Regions from separate parts of the Mus musculus genome. Here all the other regions are linked to region 4. The links are chromatin contacts, called in public Hi-C, HiChIP or PLAC-seq and promoter capture Hi-C maps. All regions are on one chromosome and are shown on one strand. The core of a region is the stretch at or near the end of the contact, and the rest is flanking DNA. Distances in the headings are between cores, read along the strand shown.

The links. Promoter capture Hi-C pulls out the DNA fragments that hold promoters and counts their contacts. A called contact is a pair of places that touch in the nucleus more often than the background predicts. HiChIP or PLAC-seq counts read pairs in DNA pulled down with a chosen protein or histone mark.
Region 1: a FOXA1 HiChIP or PLAC-seq map of pancreatic cancer cells shows a contact between it and region 4. The contact joins the promoter of Hmox2 here to the promoter of Nudt16l1 in region 4. A contact is called at or near these places in 19 of 39 promoter capture datasets (the 3T3-L1 cell line, 3T3-L1-derived adipocytes, the C10 cell line and 13 more), 4 of 484 Hi-C or Micro-C datasets (B cells, the HPC-7 cell line, embryonic stem cells and 1 more), 8 of 115 datasets of contacts at active chromatin or transcription factors (the SCID.adh cell line, bone marrow-derived macrophages, effector CD8 T cells and 5 more) and 3 of 9 other capture datasets (adipose tissue, liver and pancreatic islet).
Region 2: a contact with region 4 is called in a Hi-C map of embryonic stem cells, with 1.6 times the contacts expected there. The contact joins the enhancer-like site here to the promoter of Nudt16l1 in region 4. A contact is called at or near these places in 4 of 39 promoter capture datasets (the C10 cell line, the SN4741 cell line, cranial neural crest and 1 more), 13 of 484 Hi-C or Micro-C datasets (B cells, the CH12 cell line, bone marrow-derived macrophages and 5 more), 9 of 115 datasets of contacts at active chromatin or transcription factors (the 230-238 cell line, bone marrow-derived macrophages, embryonic basal ganglia and 6 more) and 5 of 9 other capture datasets (adipose tissue, embryonic stem cells, liver and 2 more).
Region 3: a contact with region 4 is called in a promoter capture Hi-C map of hippocampal neurons, with 2.0 times the contacts expected there. The contact joins the enhancer-like site here to the promoter of Nudt16l1 in region 4. A contact is called at or near these places in 13 of 39 promoter capture datasets (the 3T3-L1 cell line, 3T3-L1-derived adipocytes, the C10 cell line and 9 more), 3 of 115 datasets of contacts at active chromatin or transcription factors (embryonic stem cells and stem cell-derived neural progenitor cells) and 4 of 9 other capture datasets (adipose tissue, embryonic stem cells, liver and 1 more).

Annotation. Positions count from the first base shown.
Region 1 is chr16:4,724,985-4,727,684 of GRCm38.p6, reverse strand. Hmox2 (heme oxygenase 2) reads right to left here and starts at 1,324. Exons shown (of 6, transcript NM_001136066.2): 1 at 1,214-1,324.
Region 2 is chr16:4,701,556-4,704,255 of GRCm38.p6, reverse strand. It overlaps Dnaja3 (DnaJ heat shock protein family (Hsp40) member A3), which reads right to left. Exons shown (of 11, transcript NM_001135112.1): 10 at 1,948-2,045. Among named protein-coding and RNA genes, the nearest start is that of Nmral1, 16 kb to the left of the region's middle. Within about 2 kb of position 1,360, at least 14 of the 459 cell types and tissues checked have an H3K27ac peak or open chromatin away from gene starts, as enhancers often do. A contact at or near this core is called in embryonic stem cells and liver, where this site is marked.
Region 3 is chr16:5,069,228-5,071,927 of GRCm38.p6, reverse strand. Ubn1 (ubinuclein 1) reads right to left here. Exons shown (of 19, transcript NM_026666.4): 9 at 1,209-1,279. Among named protein-coding and RNA genes, the nearest start is that of Gm23483, 9.7 kb to the right of the region's middle. Within about 2 kb of position 1,382, at least 25 of the 459 cell types and tissues checked have an H3K27ac peak or open chromatin away from gene starts, as enhancers often do. A contact at or near this core is called in hippocampal neurons and pancreatic islet, where this site is marked.
Region 4 is chr16:4,937,783-4,940,482 of GRCm38.p6, reverse strand. Nudt16l1 (nudix (nucleoside diphosphate linked moiety X)-type motif 16-like 1) reads right to left here and starts at 1,372. Exons shown (of 3, transcript NM_025839.4): 1 at 1,190-1,372; 2 at 845-1,105; 3 at 1-287. The coding sequence starts at 1,342. The coding sequence ends at 66. It overlaps Mgrn1 (mahogunin, ring finger 1), which reads right to left. Exons shown (of 17, transcript NM_029657.4): 17 at 2,187-2,700. It overlaps Gm16861 (predicted gene, 16861), which reads left to right and starts at 898. Exons shown (of 3, transcript NR_037666.1): 1 at 898-1,112; 2 at 1,319-1,615.

The sequences.
Region 1 (2,700 bases), core at 75-2,574, 210 kb after region 4:
CAGTTAGTGCACACTACATGGCAAGATTTCCTTCTCAAAACACAAAACACTGGGTAGGGTTGTGGGCTCAGTAGTAAAATACATGCTCATCTTGTTCAAACTGCACCGCCAAAAAAAACTTTCTTAATAATTATGTATTAAATGACATTTATAATAACTATTATAAACTGAAGCACTATACCAGAAATAGGAACGCACAAAACCTTCTACATGACTAGACTGTTTAAGGCCAGTATGACCACTTAAACAAAACCATTTCTAATCTCTAATCCACTTCTGAAAAAATCACAGGATGTCTATGCATAACTAAGATCTTCAGTGCTGTTATCTCGCCTGTGGAATGTTCGTGGATTTACTTCACGAGTCTCTTAATATTCTCACTTTATAGGTAGTAAAACACTCAAGGATTTAGAAAGGACTGGAGAGCAAGCGCTCTCCCTCAACTGGACAGTATATGATATTTCTGTCTTTCGGGAACACTCCCTTCTCTAGTTGAGTTTGCGGTGCCCACAATTGAACACAGGCCACAACTGGTCCTTCAGAACCAATTTAAACGGCATGACACAAGACAGTCCTTGTGCAAGCAGTGTGCAAGGCGGTCCAGGCAGTTCTTACAGAGCAATTAAGTCACCTGGAGCTCTGTGCTTTGGTGGTGACAGGTGACCTCCTGGGCCAGACCAACCGGCTACATCTACGACTGAGTCCTCCCAGTCTTGCACTCAGAACCACAGGTCACTCATCAAGTCCCCACAGGGATTCTAAGGGATCTTGCCACCGAGGGGAGCCACTGAAGGCTGGCCAACAAGGCCGCCACGCCCCGGGCTCCTCCGGGACCTCAGGTAGGCTCATGTGCTGCGCTGCTGCACTAACTTCGACCCCGGAGTCACCTCAAGAGCATTCGTGACGCTGGGAGGGGCTATGCCCCACGGGAACACCAGAGGACTCTTGGGGATGGAGCTCAAAGCCGTCTAGAGCGCGACGTCCGCGGTTTCGGGCTCATTTGACGCTCAAGGCCCGCTCGGTGGCCCCTCTCCGACCCCCAGTCTCCCGCTCGCTCGCTCGCCCGCCTCAGCCCGCTTCCGGCCACCCCCCGCCCGACGTCCCCTCAGGCTGAGGACGAGTCGCGGGGGGACAGCGGAGCAGAGCTTCGAAGAAGGCCGCCGCCATGCAAGGACCCGGGAGGGGAGGACGGGGCACAGAGCGGACCACTCACCGTCAGTGGCTCCGCAGGTCAGTCAGTCTCCGCGTCTGCGACTCTCTCTGTACCTTCGCAGCCGAGAGGGCGAGCGCCAGGACGGTAGGACGTGCGCACGCAGCGAGGGGCGGAGTCACCAGGCCACGCCCCCAGGCGCACGGCAGCTAGCGGGAGGCTCTTGGGCGAGCCGACACTGCCTTCTGAGAAAGCTTCGGGAGTGGGGAGTAGTAATGTTAACCGGAGAGGAAGGAAGCGTGTCAGCCAAAGCCAACTGCTTGTTGATCGAGAGTGGGGGCTCAAGCCTGGAATCCCAGCACTCGGTGGGGGACAGGGGTGGGGTTGAGGCTGGAGAATTCAAGAGCAACCTGGAGAATTCAAGAGCAACCTGGGCTACAGTGTGAGCATTTGTCAGTGCTCAAACAAAAACACAAAAGGGTTGGGAATGTAACTTGTTGGGGAAGAATTAATAGATTCTTTTTGGGGGGGCGGGGTGTTTCGAGACAGGGTTTCTCTGTATAGCCCTGGCTGTCCTGGAACTCACTCTGTAGACCAGGCTGGCCTCGAACTTAGAAATTCGCCTGCCTCTGCCTCCCAAGTGCTGGGGTTATTAAATGCATGCACCACCACTCACTGCCCAGCACTTAATTACTTTTTTAACTATTAAAGTTTTGGTTTGGTTTTGTGCTGGAGATGGAATTCTAGATTTTGAGTAAGCTCTCTTACTGAGTTATGCTGAGGGACATTTCTGTGCACTCTGTATTCTGTCTGATTCCTGTACCCAGAGGTCCAGCTCCAGTCTCGACTTTAGTATGACTCAGTATTTTATAAAATATTATTCTCTATCACCTCCTGATTGGTTAAATAAAGAGCTTAATAGCCTATGGCTGGGCAGGAGAGGATATGGCAGGACTTCTGAGGCCAGAGACAGAGAGAGCATCTCAGGTGGGAGAGAAGGGAGACAGGAATCCGAACAGGAATGAAGGAGGAGGAGCCAGAGCAAGCCTGAGAAGGCAGGAAAGGTCCACATGGCTGGGAAGTAGGCCAGCATACTTGGTTAGAATAGCTTAGAGTCTGCCTGGCTCTGCGCCTCACCTTTATAATAAATATAAAGGTCTCCGTGTCATTAAGCAAGGAGGACATAGAAAAGTTCCTTACTTTTGCAGAGTTATGTCTCCCCAACCCAACAAATGTTCTCTTTCTACCTCTCTATTATTCAGGTGCACGATGCACCCACAAGCTAGGAAGATTTCCACACTAGAAGCTTTAACCAAATTTGCAGAATCTTTTCCTACTCAACACTATTCACAAAAAAAACAACAAGTTCTGGAAGCAGCCTAGATAATCTAATTGATGACCAAAGTATGAAGGCAGTTTCTGCATGAGCAGGACCAGGGTGTTGGATTTTATTGGGACAGAGTTACAAGAAAGTAGTTTATGTAAGCTCTCCTCAGAGCCTTCTTTTCTGTGTTGTTGTTGTTGTTGTTGTTGTTGTTGTTGAAAGAGGA
Region 2 (2,700 bases), core at 111-2,610, 240 kb after region 4:
ATAAGTCATTGAATTCCCTGGAATTTGAGTTAGAAATGGTTCTAAGCCTCCAAGTGGGTGTCAGAAACCAAATCCAGGTCCTCTGTAAGAGCAGCGATGTCTCTGAGTCACCTCTGCAGCTCCCAATAGCACCGGCCTCACTGAGCGCGTTGCTTACAGCACTCCTTTCCGTGTGCCCACTCAGAGTGAGCTGTGCTCCTGCTGTCTGTCCTGCATCTAGATGCTGCATCAACTACCCCAGGGAGATGGATGTGAACAATGTCTACTCACCCCAGATGGGCACAGACACAGGAAAGCAGTTCCAACTATGTCCAGCTTGAGGGAACCAATGTGTTTTTTGGGTTTACTTGCAGACATGGATGAGGGGTTGCTTACAGGAACATTGGTGATGCCCAAATGTTCTCAATGCAGAAAAGTCCTACACATGGTCAATGACCTAACAGACTGCATCGTGGAGTCCCCTGTCAGTTAGCATTCCAGAGAACACATGCTATGGAGTAGAATTAGATACAGCCAGCAGGAGGTGCTGGAGGGAGGGAAGGAGGGAGCCTCATGACCCTCTCCCCAACCCATCTCTGCAAGATTATCAAAAAGCCCATTGGTTTTTGGTTTTGAGACCTCAGGGATTTTAGGTTAGCACTTTATCAACTGAGCTGCTTTACAAAATCAAATCTGGGAGTCAAACTCCCAAAGAGATGCGATTTTGAAAACAATGACAACAGAGGTTAATGGAAGAAAATAGTAAGGACATTCTAAAAAGGATGGACTGTTCCTGTCCCCATCTGCGCCCTGCCCTGCAGAACAGGAGCTCCTGTGTACAGAGCAAATCTCGTGTATTATGAAACCTTGGGGACTTGTCATGAAGTTATAGGCACACAATCAGAGTTCTATGGAATAACTTGTCCCACTTCCTATTTAGCTTAAAAGAGAACACAAGAACTGGTATGGTGGACCAAGCCTGAATCCCAGCTCTCAGAAGCCTAAGCAGTAGGATCTCATGTTACATGCCACCAAGACCATCTCAAACAAGCAAACATGAGTGAAAAACAAAGAGAAAAGTTTATGCATTATGCATCTAAACACTAAAATAAATATCATTTGGTGTTTGGTCAAGCTATAAACAGGGCTCTTGTTCTTAACAGGAGCTCAACAAAACTTCCAGGGAAGGCTGCTGGGATTTCCACTTCCACTACTGTCTCTTCCCTCTGAGAACTCCAAATCCTCCCTCTAATCTGCTGGAAAAGCTGCCCTAGCTCTGAATACTGGCTATAAACCACCACACACTAATATAAGGCCACTCCAGATCTGAGGACTCTGTTCAGGTTCCCACAAAAACAAAATGATGCAATGAGGTAGAAACACGTGCAGCTGGGCACAGCCTGTCCTGACCTGTCCTGACCTGTCCTGTCCTGTCCTGACCTGTCCTGACCTATATCAATCAACAGAAGCTTCACCTGAGAAACAGCCTCAGGGGCACAGGAAAGCTCCAGCCCACACATCAACCACTTGTGTCTGAGTTCATGACATCTGAGCCTAGGCAACAAATCTGTTCATCAAGTGGGAGGTAGTATCTTTATACTGTTGTCAGCACTGTTTACTTTGGACTCCTAGTAAAGTGTCTATAGCTCTGTTCAATTCATCTCCCCCTTAAACTATTACAAAGAATTCTTGGAGGTAATTGCCCAAAGTCACAGGGCAAGTGGCAGAACCAAGGCTAGAACTCAGGAAACAACTTTTAGGCACAGCTGCCGGGCAGCAAGTGCTCCTGGGCTTTCTTAAATATATGGATGCAGTGAATAGGAGACGCACCCATGAGAGATGGCTGTATACCCACGAGTCCCCTCTTCCAATGACTTTTGGGGGCCTATGAAAACTCAAGTTCTGAAATGTCTGTCAATAGAGACTCAGAGGTCCCTCACACCGCCATGTCAGTCCCAGGTACCTTACCAGTGCTTGTGTGGGTGACTCCATTAACCGTCCCCTCCACGTCAGTCTCATCCTCGGCATAGCTCAGGATCAGGTTCTGCTGCCTACTGCTCAGCCTCCTGTGAACCAACAACAGTTAGTGGCCGAGCACTTCCTCCAGGCAGCCCTTGAAAGCACATAAGCACATACATGTCTGACTCGCGCAGAGGCACGCACTGAGCCAGTGGTGAGGAACTGATGGCCAAGTCAACGTTTCAGAAAAGGGCTCTAGCCAGCCTACACATGGCAAGTGTGGCTCTGGCAGGCCTTACCCTTCACTATTCTCTCTTCCTTGCAAAACTGTTAGATCACATTCCTAAAGCTAGCCATCAAGGCCTATTCCCTTATTTGGCCACTTCCTCCTCCTGACGCTGACCACCAAGGTTCAACTATCAAAGAATTGGAGTACAGCAATCAAAATTAAACACCTCATCCTAACACGGGGGGGGGGTCCCCTTTACCTTTATAGACAGTCATTTGCCTATGACATGTCTGCCTCTATCCATGCCCCTCACCCTTATTCCCTTCCCTTTCTTGGGGTACCTTGTGCTAATGCTGGTCCTTTGAGCTTCTCTCTGAAACCCTGAGTTGTTTAAACTGTCATCACTGCTAAGCAGATGCTCACAGGTTGGGGTGCACATGTTATGTGTGTTTGTCAGGCAACAGGTGAGAAACCAATCTCACAAAAGGGACAAGAGCTGACACTGGCTTCCTGAGAGGAACAGGCACAGCACA
Region 3 (2,700 bases), core at 133-2,632, 130 kb before region 4:
ATGTGGCCACAGCGATAAAATCTCCATCAGCAACAAGAAAAACTCTCAAGCTGAAAGAACTTGGCTAGGAAAAAAGAATCAAGGCTCTTAGGTCATGGATAAGACCAAGTCAAAGGTAGTCAAGAAAACAAAACCAAAGACAAAAAGATAGGAGTATTAAATTTCATAAACAAAGAAAATATGAAAGTTTTAAAAGTGAAAGTAACAAAATGCTTGGAGTTGGCAGGAAATATTTCCTGACAGTATTTCGAAGGTTTATTTTTGTTTTATGCAAAGTGTTTTGCCTATATGTGTATGTCTGTCCCATGTGAATGCCTGGTGCCCATGGAAACCTTAAGAGGACACTGGATCCCCTGGACTTAAAGTTAAAAAGTCAGGTTGTTAAAGACAGTTGTGAGCCACCATCTAGGTACTAGGAACCAAAACCTGGTCCTCTATGAGAGCAATGTCAAGTTCTTATAGGCACTAGAGCATCTTTCCAGCCTTCTCCACATTTTGATTTTCAGTTACTAATTCTATCCATGATCATGAGATCAGGAAAATCCTCACTCTCTAGTGACGCCAGCCAAACAAACAGAAAAAGCCCGAGCTTTCTTTATATGACACAATCAAGCAGGCTCTTTATTGACACAAAACTCTCACAGGTGCTCTTTGAGGCCCTGTGCTGAGCCAAAAGGTTCATCCACATTCTACTCAGTAGAGGCCATTTGTGGAAACATCCAAGCCTTGACAACTGTCCTTACATAAGCAAAGCCCTGCTATTGAGCATCAAGCTGCTCCTGCTACCTAATATAACCAGGAAAGGGGTTGCAAAGCTGTGGCCTGACATGGCTTAGCTTTGTATGCTTGCTGTTGTCCTTATTAATTAGTTCAGACAACCAAGTACCTCAGGTTTTTGGGGCTCTGGGAAAAGCATGACGGGATGAAGAGAAATGGCAGCACAAGTGAAAACGAGGAGGAACCCTGAAAGGCACCTAACTCCCAGCAGACCTGAGGTCACCAGGTTGTCATTCATTCTTCTGCATTCTCTTTTTTCATCGCATACTTGTCAAGAAATCCTCTTCCAACTATGACAATACATGTACTATATCATTTTAATAATGTCCGTTGCTGAAGATTTGTAAGTTCTATCATTTATGGAGATAGATGCAATGTCCCTGTTTCATTTTAAATAGGAGAACAGAGACAAACAAACAGATGGTACTCACTCCAGCAGGATGCCATTAATATCTTGAGTGAAGAATTTCTGTTTGCTCTCTCCCTCAGCAGCTCTGGCAGCCTGATTCACAGGAGACAGTGACAGCAATGTATTAGTGCCCTTTCCCATGCATCCCTCACATTCACCAGCAGGCACAGAGTCATCGCTCCCAAAGAGCACCTGCCAACAAAACACTCTGCTATCTTCCTATTTCCCAGCCCCAGATAAGGTCATCCCAAAGCTGACGCAGCATCTGTGGGCTGAGTTTCTTGGAACCATATTAATCATGGAAAAAGAAGTGATCCTGAGACATCTGGCTAGAGACCAACTCAGCCAGCTGTCTAGCTTCTGTGTGCAGGCCCTTACCAACCACCCTGTAAATTGCGATTTCTATGCTGTCAATGGTAGAAAAACAAGTAAGATCTTCAGCAAACCTCTCAGATTTAAAGCAGGAGTTCTCAACCTTCCTAATGCTGCAACCTCTTAACACAATTACTCATGTTGTGATGATCCCCAACCATAAAACTATTTCTATTGCTACTTTGTAACTGTAATTTTGCTACTGCTATGAATCACAATGCAAATATCTATGGTTTTAGGTGACTCTATGAAAGAGTTGCAACCTATAGGTTAAGTAAGACCTGCTAATTTAAAGACTTTTATGTATCAAAAAATAATGAAAAGTAATAAAAATACTGTGCACTACAGTCATACTCAGTACCCAGAGAGAAGCCTATTAGGAAAAAAAAAATGACTGTGTAGCTTCAGCACTTAAAGGAGATCCTTTGAAAATCTGTACAGTATCCCACACTCAGACTCCTGAAATCATATGTGATACTAAAGATGACAACTTGAAGAACAAGTCTAGAGATCCCTGAAGTGACCACAGCAAAGACTAATCCTGGTAGTTCTCACTCTTAGCTGCACATGGAAGTTCCTAGGCAGGTTTCCCTACCCCAGGCCAATCAAAACATAATCTTGGGAGTTGGAACTGAAGAATGTATGTTCTTGACAAGTAGCCCAAATATCAGATCTCTCTCAACATGCCACATGGTGATTCTAATGAGCAAAGAGGGTTGGGAATCACTGGCCTGAACAAAAAGATGCTGACCTGGAAATTAAGGCAAAATATAGTTTCTGAAATCAAACTTTATACAAAATGGGGACAACAAGGTGACTCTCTGATAAAGATATATAAATCTTTACTCTTCTGCCTTCTTGTAATTGCAATCTCTGGGTCCTCCTGGTTCCACTTGCTTATTCTACTAGGTCCTTTATACCCTGCCCACCAGAAACAGAGTTCAAAAGCTGATACTGACCTTTAACTCCTGATGCTCAGGCTTCTACATCTCAGCAGATCCCTCAAATCTAAGTCCTGACCCTTCTCCTCTGAACTCTGGACTAGTACTTCCAATTACCTTTAAATCACTTCCAATTACTTCTGTAAAGGAGTAGTTGAGTGGCCTTGGATAAGCAAGCAACTTATTAAAACTTACTTGCTT
Region 4 (2,700 bases), core at 123-2,622:
CGGGAATTCCAGGGCCTGTGGGCAGAGACAGCCAAGGGAGGGCAGGGACCTGCACAAGAAGCACCTCAGGATGAGGGCGGGAGCAGCTTTTCTAGAGCCTTCTTCTGCTTCTCTGTTGCTGAGGCCAAGGCCTCGGCCAGCTTTTCCGAGGGCATCATGTTGAGTACCTTAAGGGCAAATAGAAGTTGATATTTGGCAGTGCTGACGAAGGCGTTGCTCAGAAAGTTAGGAAAGCCGCCTACTCGATCCTTCTGTGTGTACAGTGGGACCCGTACAAGGCCCAGGACCTGTGGGACAGAGGGCATGAGTGGGGCTGGGCTCTTCTTGTAGAGGCAGGACCCTGGCAGAGATGCCTGTCAGCCACCAGTTTGCCAAAGAAACAGGGGAGACCCAGGCAGGGTCTGGCCAGGCCAGGCTGGTGGCAGTAAAGTGCCTTCTCTCCAAGTTCCAAGGTCAATCCTATGCACTCCCCACCCTGTCTGGCAGCAACCCCCATGATCCCTGGTTTCACTCCATGCCCCTTAGACCACAGAATCTACAAATCCCCCAATTTCCTCTCAGGAGATAATCCCAAACACTGCATGCAACCCGGTCTTTTTGGTCTCAATTTCCCAAGCAGGCCCTGTTCATCCCTTCCAGTGACCCCAAGCCCCACTCCCAGGATTGACAATGGCAGACAAGGCAAATGAAAACAGCCCATGATCCAGATCCCAAGTCCCTTTTCCCACCCAGCATAGCCAGGGTGAGGACCCTGAGGGGTACTTGTTACCCAAGGTGCCTTCTGTGGTGCCAGAGCCAAACCTCAGGAGTGGGAATGGGGGCGGGCCCCAGGCAGTAGCCCCACCTCCAGACCGTGGTCCCGTGAGTGCACAGCGCTGATCTCCACAGCATGCAGTTGTTCCAATGTCAGCTGCCGTGCGTACAGATGTGCCACCACACGGTGTGGACCCTCAGTCAGGTGTGAACTCAGGTAATCAGCTTCGGTAAGGCGTAGGCCGCCCAGGCCCAGGCCCAGCACCCGATTCAAGCCATCCTCCAGCGACCAGAAGCGCCGGTCCACGAAACCCCCGGGAAAGCCTAGCAGCCCGTCGAAGCGCATCTGCATCTGCAAGGTAAGCTTGGTCAGGACGTGGGGTCCACTGGGCGTCCCAAGCCTGTATCCGCCCTGCTTGCCCGCCCAGCTCCTCACCAGCACTGAGAAACGCATGGGGATACGTCCGAAAAGCTGCCCGGGGTTGGCGGCGTATAGCATGGCGTGGCATGAATGACTCCAGCCGGGCCCCAAGCGCATTGCTTCCTCCCGACTGATCTGTTTCAGCTCCGGAACCGTCGTGGTCGACATCTTGATGTGCTCCAGGCCCACTGCCCAAACGAGCATGCGCGACCCCGCCCACAACACCAGACCCAATCCTCGTGCTTCCACGTGCATAAAGCCCGCCTCCACCAGTCCTGTGCTTCTGGGGTTGAACCCAGGAAAGACCCTGGCGGAGGCGGGGTGGGGTGGGGGTGGAGTTATGTAGTTCGCCACCCTCCAAGTTGCAGAGGAGACCCCACAACCACCAGAAAACTACAGCTACCAAGACGCACCGCACGGAGACCAGGTTGTCCTAAGCAGGTAGGTACACTGATTATCAAGACGTGTCAGTCTCCAGTCCCGAACATCCCTGAGAGGGCATCTGAAGTCTCAATATCCACCTCATCCATGAGGGGGCTGGTTTTCCCCTGAGCTTCACCCAGAGCTTGTGGCTCCACTGCCTATGAAATCATGCCTTAAAAAACTTAAATGTCTAAGTGACTCCAGCTCAAGTGACAGGGGACCTAAGCCTTACTTATGCTTTGCCCCTCTCTGGCACATTGATTAATGTTCAGTAAACATCACAGGAGTTGGGATGGGTATAAGAACTAGGACCACCTGCCCACCTAGAGGCTAAGATTCATCAATTGCCCAGTGGAGGTGAGCCAAATTCCAAGTCCAGTTTCAGACACAGCAAGCAACAAAATAGCAATAAACCATTGTCTATGTTTGGAGGGGGCACTCACTGCCCCTCTCACACAAGCAAATGAAGGCAGCAACAAAACCTGTCAGGAGTTCTGCCAGAAACCACTCTAGTGTCCTGTCACTACACCAAAAGCCAACAATGCTGCTGCCTACATAGTGCTGTGCCAGAACAAAGGCACACATAGAATATTGCTGCATGATTTTATTACTATAAATATACAGTAAAAATGAACCCAAACTAGCCAATCAGAGTACATCAGATGATAGTACATGTGAGTCTGAGACAGGTAAGTGTGTAGGCTGCACCCCATCTTTCAAAGTACTGGCACCAGTGCCACGGCCAGAGGCCAGGATGTTGGCAGGTGAGAAGTGGGGGAGTGAGCATGCACATGCTGACATGTGTGCACATATGTGCATTCAGCAAGAGAGAGAGATGGATGTGCAGAGCTGTGCTAGGAAGGAGCAGGGTTAGAGTCAGAGCTCGAGCAGCCCTGAGCCTAAAGGGGTCTCCATGCACTGCTACAGGCTGTCACCTGGGTGAGTGGCAGGGCAGTTCCTTAAGCTGAGGTCCCTCTACCAACCCACCAGGGAGCTGCACTGCCTGGGGCACCTCTGCTCTGGGGCCACTCATGGGCCACTTCTGCCTTGGAAACAAAGTATCACTAGGAGCCTGCTTCTAGGTGGGCTCTGACAGGAGCCTT